2 separate regions of the Mus musculus genome follow, and region 1 is linked to region 2. Evidence: chromatin contacts called from public promoter capture Hi-C data. All regions are on one chromosome and are shown on one strand. The core of a region is the stretch at or near the end of the contact, and the rest is flanking DNA. Distances in the headings are between cores, read along the strand shown. Region 1 holds the start of Ogfrl1 (opioid growth factor receptor-like 1). Region 2 has its middle 39 kb from the start of Gm30442.

Region 1 (4,809 bases), core at 1,443-3,942, 220 kb before region 2:
TACGACTCAGAAATTTGAGCAGTGCTCTATTGGGTGTTTATTTTGTTCCAAGTAGGATCAATGAATCTTACTGAATGAGATTTATCTGGTGGATGAAGTCAACATGAAGCCATTCACATTTCATAGGAGATACTGAGAGGCAGGGGTTAGTCGGCAGACCTGGCCAGGGTCCACATCCAGTGGCCTTTTCGGCGAGGCACTATCATAGGAGTTGAATTTACATGTCAGCCCAGAGCTATCAGAGGGAATAACCCAAACTAATATACTGAAAATGCAAAGTTCCCTTTGGCTTAACTTTGAAAATCTTAAAATATATCTTATTCCAGGTTCTATTTTTTAAGGTAGATTATAACCAATTCAAGAGTGAGGGTTAAAACTCTATCTTTCTCTTTCTCTCTTTTTTTTAAATTTTGAAATTAAAATATGATTATATTATTTTTATCCTTCCCTTTCCTCCCTCCAACCCTTCCCATGTACCCTACTCCCTTCTATTTATTTTTAAAAATCAAGTTCACAAACTATGTTTTTAAAAAAATTATTGTTGCATATAGTGGAAGAGGTAGGGGAAACCCTGAAAGAGCCAGAGAAACAGGAGTTTGCTTTGCGATTTCCTCTTCTAGACCTGTCAGGGAAGCTACACCCAGGAAGACTCATGAACATGAGCTGAACAGGGATGGCACCGATAGACATGCTAACACGAAAAGGGGGAAGTCTCATGGGGCCTCAACCCTAGACAAAGAACTCCATGCAACTACGACATTCTGGGAGCAGGGAAAATAGACTCCTAATTACAGGACAGCAAAGACATTGCAATGGACTTATTCTACAATACAGGTGGGAAACAGGTAGAGCACCTGGGCACATTACCACTAGGCTTTCAGCTCCGATCTTGGACTAAATGTTCACTTTGCAGTGTATTCTAGTCCGGTTCTGATGGAAGACAAATGGAATCCCTGAATTTTAACAGTGTCAGATTGATTTGTTCTACAGCTGCCCCATACTTTTTTTTTTTTTTTCTCACTAAGTCATTGTCAACATAAACCATGATCAGAGGTTCTCTGCAGTGACATTTATTTGGGATGAGCAGAGCCCTGGGAGAGAGGAGACGAACAAGAATTAACCACAGATATAGTCAACAGGGTTTGAGGAAGGATTCGACTCTAAATTTAAAAAGAGATAAACTTACAAAAACGTCTTGAATATCAAGACTTTGGGTTTTGGAGGAGGGGGGAAGAAGGTCTTGAGGTGGGTTCCCTTGTATAGTTTGTAGGATTGCTAGGCAAATTCTCTGCGTGAGCATTCGTATGGACTGCTGCAGTCTTAATGTTACAGATAATCCTATCCCCTTCCCGACCCCCTGTTGTGGGAGAGGTGCGCAAAGCAAGCTGGCCTATTAAAACAAACATCTTATCAACCAAGAAACTCCCTACCTCAGACAGGTATGAACACCCCTCCCCCAATAATACTGTCAAGTTCTAATTTTGTTTGGATCTGACAAGGACTTCATCCTAATATCATCAGTTTTTATGAATGAATATCTGACCAGAACGTTCTTTTTGTGTGGCCCCTGATAGTCATAAGGTCATTAAAGGTGAAGCTAGATGCCATTCCAGAGAGAAAAACCTGGCTTCATTTTGAAGATGAGGAGACTACCGGGGTCTCAAGAAGTTACGTGACCTGTCCAAAGCCAGAAACTGCTAGTAGAGTCACACCCTACTGTGAAGTTTGGAAAGAAACAACCACTGATTTATCTGTGGAGAGGCATCTTCTAGCCAAATCTTCCTTAAGCAATACCCATCTACCTGGATTTGCAATCTATTTAATTACTAGTTCTGAGTACAATTGATGCATCTAATAAAACTAACCCATGATCCCAGGCAATGTCCCACGGCAGAAAAAATCCCATCAAGACTCAGGTGCAGGCATCGGGCCACTAGCTCCTGGAGTTGGTTTCACGCTCTGCCATTTTCAGATGCTTTGGTTGTTATTTTGCCTAGAAGTATTCTTACAGCAGGTTTGCCTCTGGTCCTTAGAACCATAGTCTTCAGCACTCCACTTAGAACCAGCCTGTTCATTGTATAAATGCCGACGTTTTTCTGCCCAGAGCACAAATGTGGACTACTCACTGATGAAATAAATGTGCTGGCCTAATTCTTCTTGCTCCTTTGTTTCGAGAGAAGTTTGCTTTTAAGATGAGGGGACAGAGAGCTCTGACTTTTATTTTATAGACCGCAGGGATTCTAGGTGGCCTTAAGTACTGTTCCCGAAGCTTGGATTTCCTGTTTAGAGGGTGCACTGTCAAGATTAGCTTTTGTCTTCTGCTGTGGCTAATTTGTCTTCCTCTTGGAGCAGCCAGTGGGGGCGGGGGTGTGGGCAGGACCGGTCTGCTGATGGAGACACCTCCTTCCACTCTCTGACCTGGGCGGGATCAGGCTTCTCGCTTGGCTGGGAGGAGCCCCAAGGGGGCGGATCCCGGTCCACAGGGGGCGGGGCAGCTGACCCCTGGCCACTCCCGGGGACCGTGGAGGGGGGCGCGTCCCGGTGGAGCTGGTGCCGCGCGCTCGGGAGTGGGTTGGCTTCGCTGGGGCGGGGCGGGGCAGGGCGGGGCGGCGGCGGGATGGGCTGGCTGGGACGCGTGCGGCGGCGGCTCCGGGGGGCCCGGCTCCTCCCCGCCTGTGCGCCGGAGCGCCGGCGGCCGCGCTGAGCTGTGCGGCGCGGGCCGGGCGAGCAGCCGCCTGCGCCCCGAGCGAGCGGAGCGCGGCCATGCCCGGGCCCTAGCGCGCTACCGCAGCCCGCGCCCGCCGCCGCCTCTTCAATGGGCAACCTGCTCGGCGGGGTCAGCTTCCGCGAGCCCACCACCGTGGAGGACTGCGACTCCACCTGGCAGACCGATTCGGAGCCCGAGCCCGAGCAGCCGGGGCCGGCAGGCGGTGGCGAGGGCCAGCAGCACGACGAGCCGGAGCAGCCCAAGCAACCTCCCGAGAGAGCCGGAGGGCGGCCCCGCGCCAGCCCCGTGCCCGAGGACCACGCCGAGGCGGCGGGCGCGGAGCAGGTACGCGGCCCCGGGACCCACGGTGGGCCCGGCGAGGTCGTGCTCCCGGCGCCCGGGAGGGGACTGCCCCCGGGGATGCAGGGCGGGATGCTCGGCGTGCTTGGCCCGGGCACCCGACCTAAGGGAGCCTGCGGTGCCCAGGTGGCTAGCTGCTAGCCCAGGGGGCCTTGCTGTGAACCTCGCAGGGAAGTCTCCCCAAGGCAGACCCCGACCCCACTCGGTGTTCTCTTTGCCTCTGCAGCGCAGCTGGGTGATGCGAAGGTGGGGTGGGAGGAACTAAACTAAAAATAGAAGATTGTGAGGAGGACCCGGCCAGTGCCTGTTATTGATTTTTTTTTAATTTTAATTTTTTAAAAAAAGATTTAAAATATTATTCAGAGCAAGACAACTGCAGTTGTGAAGCGGCCCGCAGCCTCCCCCTCCCAGCGAGGGTCCAACGGGCATTAAAAGTATCACAGAAGGTTCCTGAGCAAACTTAAAATAACACCGTTCATTTCCCCAAGAGAAACCTTTCAACGACTTGAGTATTCCTTTAACATTTACGTTCACCCAGAAGACTTGTTGATCCAACCAAGCTTAAGTCAGTTGACCAATACAATTAGGTAGATAGGTTAGAAGAGAGATAGATGGCGTCCCTTAACCTCTTGTGGCTTCAGAAACTTTTAAAAGGAGGAACTGTATATTTTTAAAGAAGTCTGCACCGTTTAAGGTTGGTGGTTCTGTATTAGGCCTCCCTCTTACAACTTGAAGGAAAATGGAGCCCAAAATCCAATGTGACTTTAGGGGAAGCATCACCTTTCCAGGAAGTCCGAGCCTTCCCATCCAGGTTAATTGAGCGTGTTATTGAATGGAATGCAATTTCCAGGTGTGCGGTCCGTTTTAATTCCCCATTTTGGAGAACTGTGAGCCTTAAAGGAAATCTTGCCCAAAGCATACGAGGAGAAAAGTATGTCTGTGGCCAAAGTGAGGGCCTTGGCCCTGCTAATGAGATCTTGGCCGCCCTTGTCTTCTGTTCCCGTTTGTATTTTGCACTTAGTGTTATGTGCTCAACCCCAAAACAATAGCGCATGCCACATTTCAGCGTCTTATCCTCCCATTTGTCTTCCAAGTAAATAGCAAATAGCCACTGAGAAGTTTGGAATTAAAGAAACAAAAACAAAACTTGTTAATACAATTAACTAGGTCAATTGTAAAATAACATACCATTTCAACAAATACTCTGCAACCTGAGTAAGAATAGAGCATCCTTTAATTGTTAATTTTTGTTCCTGGAAGTTCCACCAGACTTCTTAAATAATCGTTGTGACGCTGTTTTGACTCCTTACTCTATTTGCCCACTATGCGGACCGGTCAGTTCCCCCTTTAAAGGAGGTTGCAGACTGGTTTCACCCGCTCACTGTCTTTGCTCTCATCCATCTCTGTAAACGTTAGACAAAAGATGGTACCACTAACTGAGGTGAGGAAACCTGGGGTGAAAGATGTTTCAGAGGTTAAGTCAAGGCTTATGCTAAGTTTTGCGTCCTATTAGACACCCAAGTGGATGGGCGAGTAGTTAATGGTCTCTATAAATAGATGCTCCGTCTAGGCTGGAGCTATAGGCTTGCATTTAGTATCTATACATAGATACTGTCTAAGCTGGAGCTATAGGCATGCATTTAGGATAAGTTGTACTCAAAAAAAAAAAATCAATGCAAGATAAGAGGTCATCAAAGAGTCATGAGGGGTGAGAATAAGGCTGTCTATACGGGTTGTGATTA
Region 2 (4,446 bases), core at 197-2,696:
AGTGCCTCCCAAAAGAAACTGAAGTGAGCGTACACTAGCAGCTTGACTGCACACCTGAAAGCTCTAGAAAAAGAAGCAGATACAACCAAGAAGAGAGTAGATGGCAGGAAATAATCAAACTCAGGGCTGAAAACAACCAAATAGAAACAAAAAGAACTATACAAAGAATCAACAAGATAGATAAATCCTTAGTCAGATTAATCAGAGGGCACAGAGACAGTATCCAAATTAATAAAATCAGAAATGAAAAGGGAGACATAACTGCAAAATATATCTTAAAATAATTATTTTGTATGTTGAATATTGACAGTTGAAAATATTAAAATCATGTTCTATAATAAAATAAAATAAATAAAATAAAACTGAATAAAAATCACTTAAAATCTAGATGTTAATTATGACATTATTTGTAAATATTAATAAGGCCCATCAAAAATTTTCAGCATGTCTTAGATGCTAAGCTTTATATTCTCGGCATTTGCCACTGAGTCTGACCTCCAATTTGCCCCTCCTCAGACTTTATATTTCTTATTTTTTTCTCATATTTTTTCAATAGTAAACCTTTAAATAGAGATGATAAGGATTTTCTTTGTTAGGGCTTCCATTGCTGTGAATAGAAATGATGACCAGGCAATAGTTACAAAGAACAACATTTAAGTAGGACTGGCTTACAGTTTCAGAGGTTCAGTTCATTATCATCATGGTGGGAAGCATGGCAGTGTGCAGACAGACAAGGTTCTGGAAGTGTTGAGACTTCTACACCTTGATCCAACTTCAGCCAGGAGAGTCTGTCTCCCAGGCAGCTAAGAGAGGGTCTCATTGCCCACTCCCACAGTGACACATTTCCCCCACAAGGCCATGCCTCCTAATAGTGCCACTCCCTGGGCAAACTGCCACAGAAATACTTCACTAAGCCTTTAAATAGACATGATAGGGATTTAGATGGCAGATGATAGTGATAATAGAAAAATGAGTGTGCTTTAGTTTTGGGAGGGGCTGAGAGGCAAAATCTCACACAAGATTTGTAACCTAGAGAATTGTGTGTTCCTCTGTATGTGCACAGGCGTCAATATACACTCTGAAATACAAAACTCTTCTGCAAAATGATAATATGTGACTTGCCTATCTTTTCAGAAAACTTAAACCAAATCCCTCTGAATTTGGCTTAAAGGGTGAGGCAGGCTGATGCAATGTCAATCTATTGATGACGTATACCTTGAGCAATACTGGAAAGCAACCCTTTCTTGGTTCGTTTGTTGGTTAGTTTAATAAAACTATGGATTGGACACGTATTTAATGTAGTGTTTTGTATGCTGAAATAATCTATTTTGCAAGGTCATTTCCCTTCCTTTGGAAGCCGTCATTGGTTCTCCTTGGCTTCAGTGAAGGGAAAACTTAACCTGGGTTAATGGAAAATCTTTGTACATATTTGCACAGATTTGCTCCATGGATTGTGGTAGCTGCCATTCAGGAAGGCAGGGTTCAGGAATGTGTGAGGACAAAGTACATGCACCCTCCACCCCCTGAGTTTTTGTTTTGTATTTATGCAGATTTTTCTCTTTTGTAAACGTTCTTCCCCTTTTCTGATATTCCACACTTAAGACATACTGAAAATTTTTGATAGACTTTATAATGACATAAGAAGCATCCAGATTTTATGTGTATTTTATTCAGCTTTTAGCCTTATAAAAACAGGTCCTCATGCTATTCTCATTTCTTCAATATCAATTTACTTTCCAAATTAATTTGCTGACTTTGTAAAAATTATAGTGGTCATTATTACAATGAAATATAAGCAACTTAAGAAGGTAATTTAAAACAAATAAACAAGAGAACCCTGGTCTAATTTTTTCAGGTTTCAGACTTCTAATGAATAACATGAATATTCTTCGTTAAATGCTGAATGTGCATCAAAATGCTCATTAGGTGAATCACTCAATTAGTCAAGATAGAGACATAGTGAATCGCAATCACAATGGTTTCACTGTATGTTTGTTCTCATCACTCCTGAAAGAGTTGCAGTGCTCCTAGGTGTTTGTTCGCTGCCCCTCCCCCGACCTGTTTGCTGTGTTTTTTTTCTTGTTGTTTTGCATAACAAATGGATTAACGGAGTGTGTAACATTTTGTGTCTTAAATGGAAATAATTTCTGTCTGTAACATTCCATAAATTCCAATCAGTTCCCCCATGATATTTTGTAGCTTTCAGATTCCAGTGACTTTTCTTTTAGTTTTCTATCGCTTGGGCCAAAGTACTCTTTTACTGATAAATTTGGTCTTTCTAGTTTCTAACCTTACTATTCACAACACATGTACAGAATTCTTTCATTTTGTGTTTAGTACTATGCTTTGTGTAATGGTCTAAGATGTCTCTCATGTTGTAATTTCCCTTAAGTCTAATGAATTGTTGCTAGTATTCCTTTTGTATATATTCAGAGGCAGTGAGTTTTGAGTTTTTGTTTTTTGTTTTTAAAGAACATCTTTGTTTTACCTTATTCTTGCTGACTCTAGAATTCTAAATTAATAGTGTACTCACTTTAAATAAATTAAGGATAGTATTTTCTTTTTTTCTTTCCTTTGTGGTTTCTGTTATAAAGCAAATCACTTTCCTGCGTATAAGACATTTTCCTCTGTTTAATTAATGATGTGCATGCGTTTTATTTTTCAGTTGTGTGATTGTGATGTGCTATGTTCTGATTGATCATGTGTGGACCTCCCTAAGTTTCTTGGATGTGCAAATTTATAGGTTTCCTTAATGTTATGCTTTCTGATGATATCTCCACATAGTTTCTGTTTTATGCTTCATTTGTTACATCCTTTCCAGGACTACGGTTTTCCATGCAGACGTTGGCATCATTCTACAGATCTCTGAAGACTTCCTTTCCAAAGGAAAATCTCTTTCCTCCCTTCCTTCTCTTTGTTATATATTCTTTTCCTCTTTCCTTCTCCTTTTCTTTTTCCTCCTGATTTTTGTGATTTGTATTTGAGTTCACCGACTCTTTCCTCTGTCACTTGCATTGTTATGAAGACCAAACATTCTCTACAGTCTATTCCAGATAATTCCTATGCCCGGGAGATCTCAGAGTTGACATTTCTTTGTCTTTTCTCTTAGCAGTAATACACACTTTCTAGACTCCTTGTTGAATAATTTTAGACCAGATTATGGAGACTATGGTCACTATGCTGTGTAGACTCTGGGCTCTGTTATATTGCTTCAAAGACTGTTAACATTTCTGTTTTCACAGACAATAGACTGACCTAATGTAAATCCCATAGTCCCCTCAGTTCAGTGATTGGCAGCTTGGATGTCAGCTTATTCTTCTCTGCCATTTTCTTTCTATTTGTCCTATCAATATGTGCCTCAGAGACTGACTAGAGCTTTTAAGGAGATGAGCTTCGGTTTTTGCTTCTCTTGTTCTACACTTTCTTGGGCCACTCAGTTTCGGCTGTGAGGCCTAATTCATTTAAGAAAGATAAGGCAAGTGGCCACAGGAGATTTTATTTTATTTTTTACCACTACCCTGGTCTTTCAGGTTTGACTGTGCATTCATTGTTAATTTTACTCTTGTTAGAACTATTTGCATCTGTTTCACCAATATGATTTTCTCATCAGACTCTCTGCTGCTGGTCCACTCGACCATGTGTGTTGAGGTCTCTGTTATGGCTTGCATGTGAAACTTAGAATGACTTGTGTTGGCAACATCTGGATTTTCAACGTTGAGTTTTCAAACCAGTTTCTCACAAGGATGGTTTGTATCATACGCATTGCTTAACTTCAGACAGTGTGTGAGACTCAGGTATGAATTCTTACCGTGCATGGGTACCTATTTTCTACTCCAGCTCTGGGACATTATAGTGCTGTCCAAGCTGGTTAGGGTTCTAGTGGGGCAGCTTTCCCCATCCCTGTCATGCTCATAGGCCAGCTTCCTCATTCTCTGATTTGTGTCAGGTGTTCAGATCCTGCCTCCAGTGAGCTTCCTGGGTGGTGTCACCAACCATCCTGAAAACATCCAATATTTTACTAAGGCTTTCCATTCACTTCCTGTCACCAACTCTGACTGTGAGTTTAGATTTAATTTTATTATTGTTGTAGTGTATTGTGCAATGGTTAAAATAAGAGGGAAAGAGGGAATGTTCCGCTTGGCATCTTGCTCTGTCAGATCAACTAGAGGTCTTTACTGTTATACTGCTTGTAGCCTATTAATGAAGTCTTTGTTGGGGTGACCTTTTTGTACATTGTGTGAAGGTTGTCATTGTATTATTCAATCGTTAATTCTTTACCAACAGAGACCTGAATACTGGCCAGATTTTGGTATTGTTACTCTTTTTTCTTCTATCAATTAATTTATTCATTTTACATCCTGATCGCTGCCCCCTTCTGGTCTTTCCCTCACACAGTCCCTCTGCCTTCCCCACTTTTCCTCTGAGAGGGTGGGGGGGGGGTCTCTC

What was found. Promoter capture Hi-C pulls out the DNA fragments that hold promoters and counts their contacts.
Region 1: a promoter capture Hi-C map of liver shows a contact between it and region 2. The contact joins the promoter of Ogfrl1 here to the enhancer-like site in region 2. A contact is called at or near these places in 2 of 39 promoter capture datasets (both in liver), 4 of 484 Hi-C or Micro-C datasets (the N1E-115 cell line, adipose-derived mesenchymal stem cells and liver) and 3 of 9 other capture datasets (adipose tissue, liver and pancreatic islet).

What each region holds. Positions count from the first base shown.
Region 1 is chr1:23,381,058-23,385,866 of GRCm38.p6, reverse strand. It overlaps Ogfrl1 (opioid growth factor receptor-like 1), which reads left to right and starts at 2,692. Exons shown (of 7, transcript NM_001081079.1): 1 at 2,692-3,052. The coding sequence starts at 2,816.
Region 2 is chr1:23,160,576-23,165,021 of GRCm38.p6, reverse strand. No RefSeq gene overlaps it. Among named protein-coding and RNA genes, the nearest start is that of Gm30442, 39 kb to the right of the region's middle. Within about 2 kb of position 1,446, at least 9 of the 459 cell types and tissues checked have an H3K27ac peak or open chromatin away from gene starts, as enhancers often do. A contact at or near this core is called in liver, where this site is marked.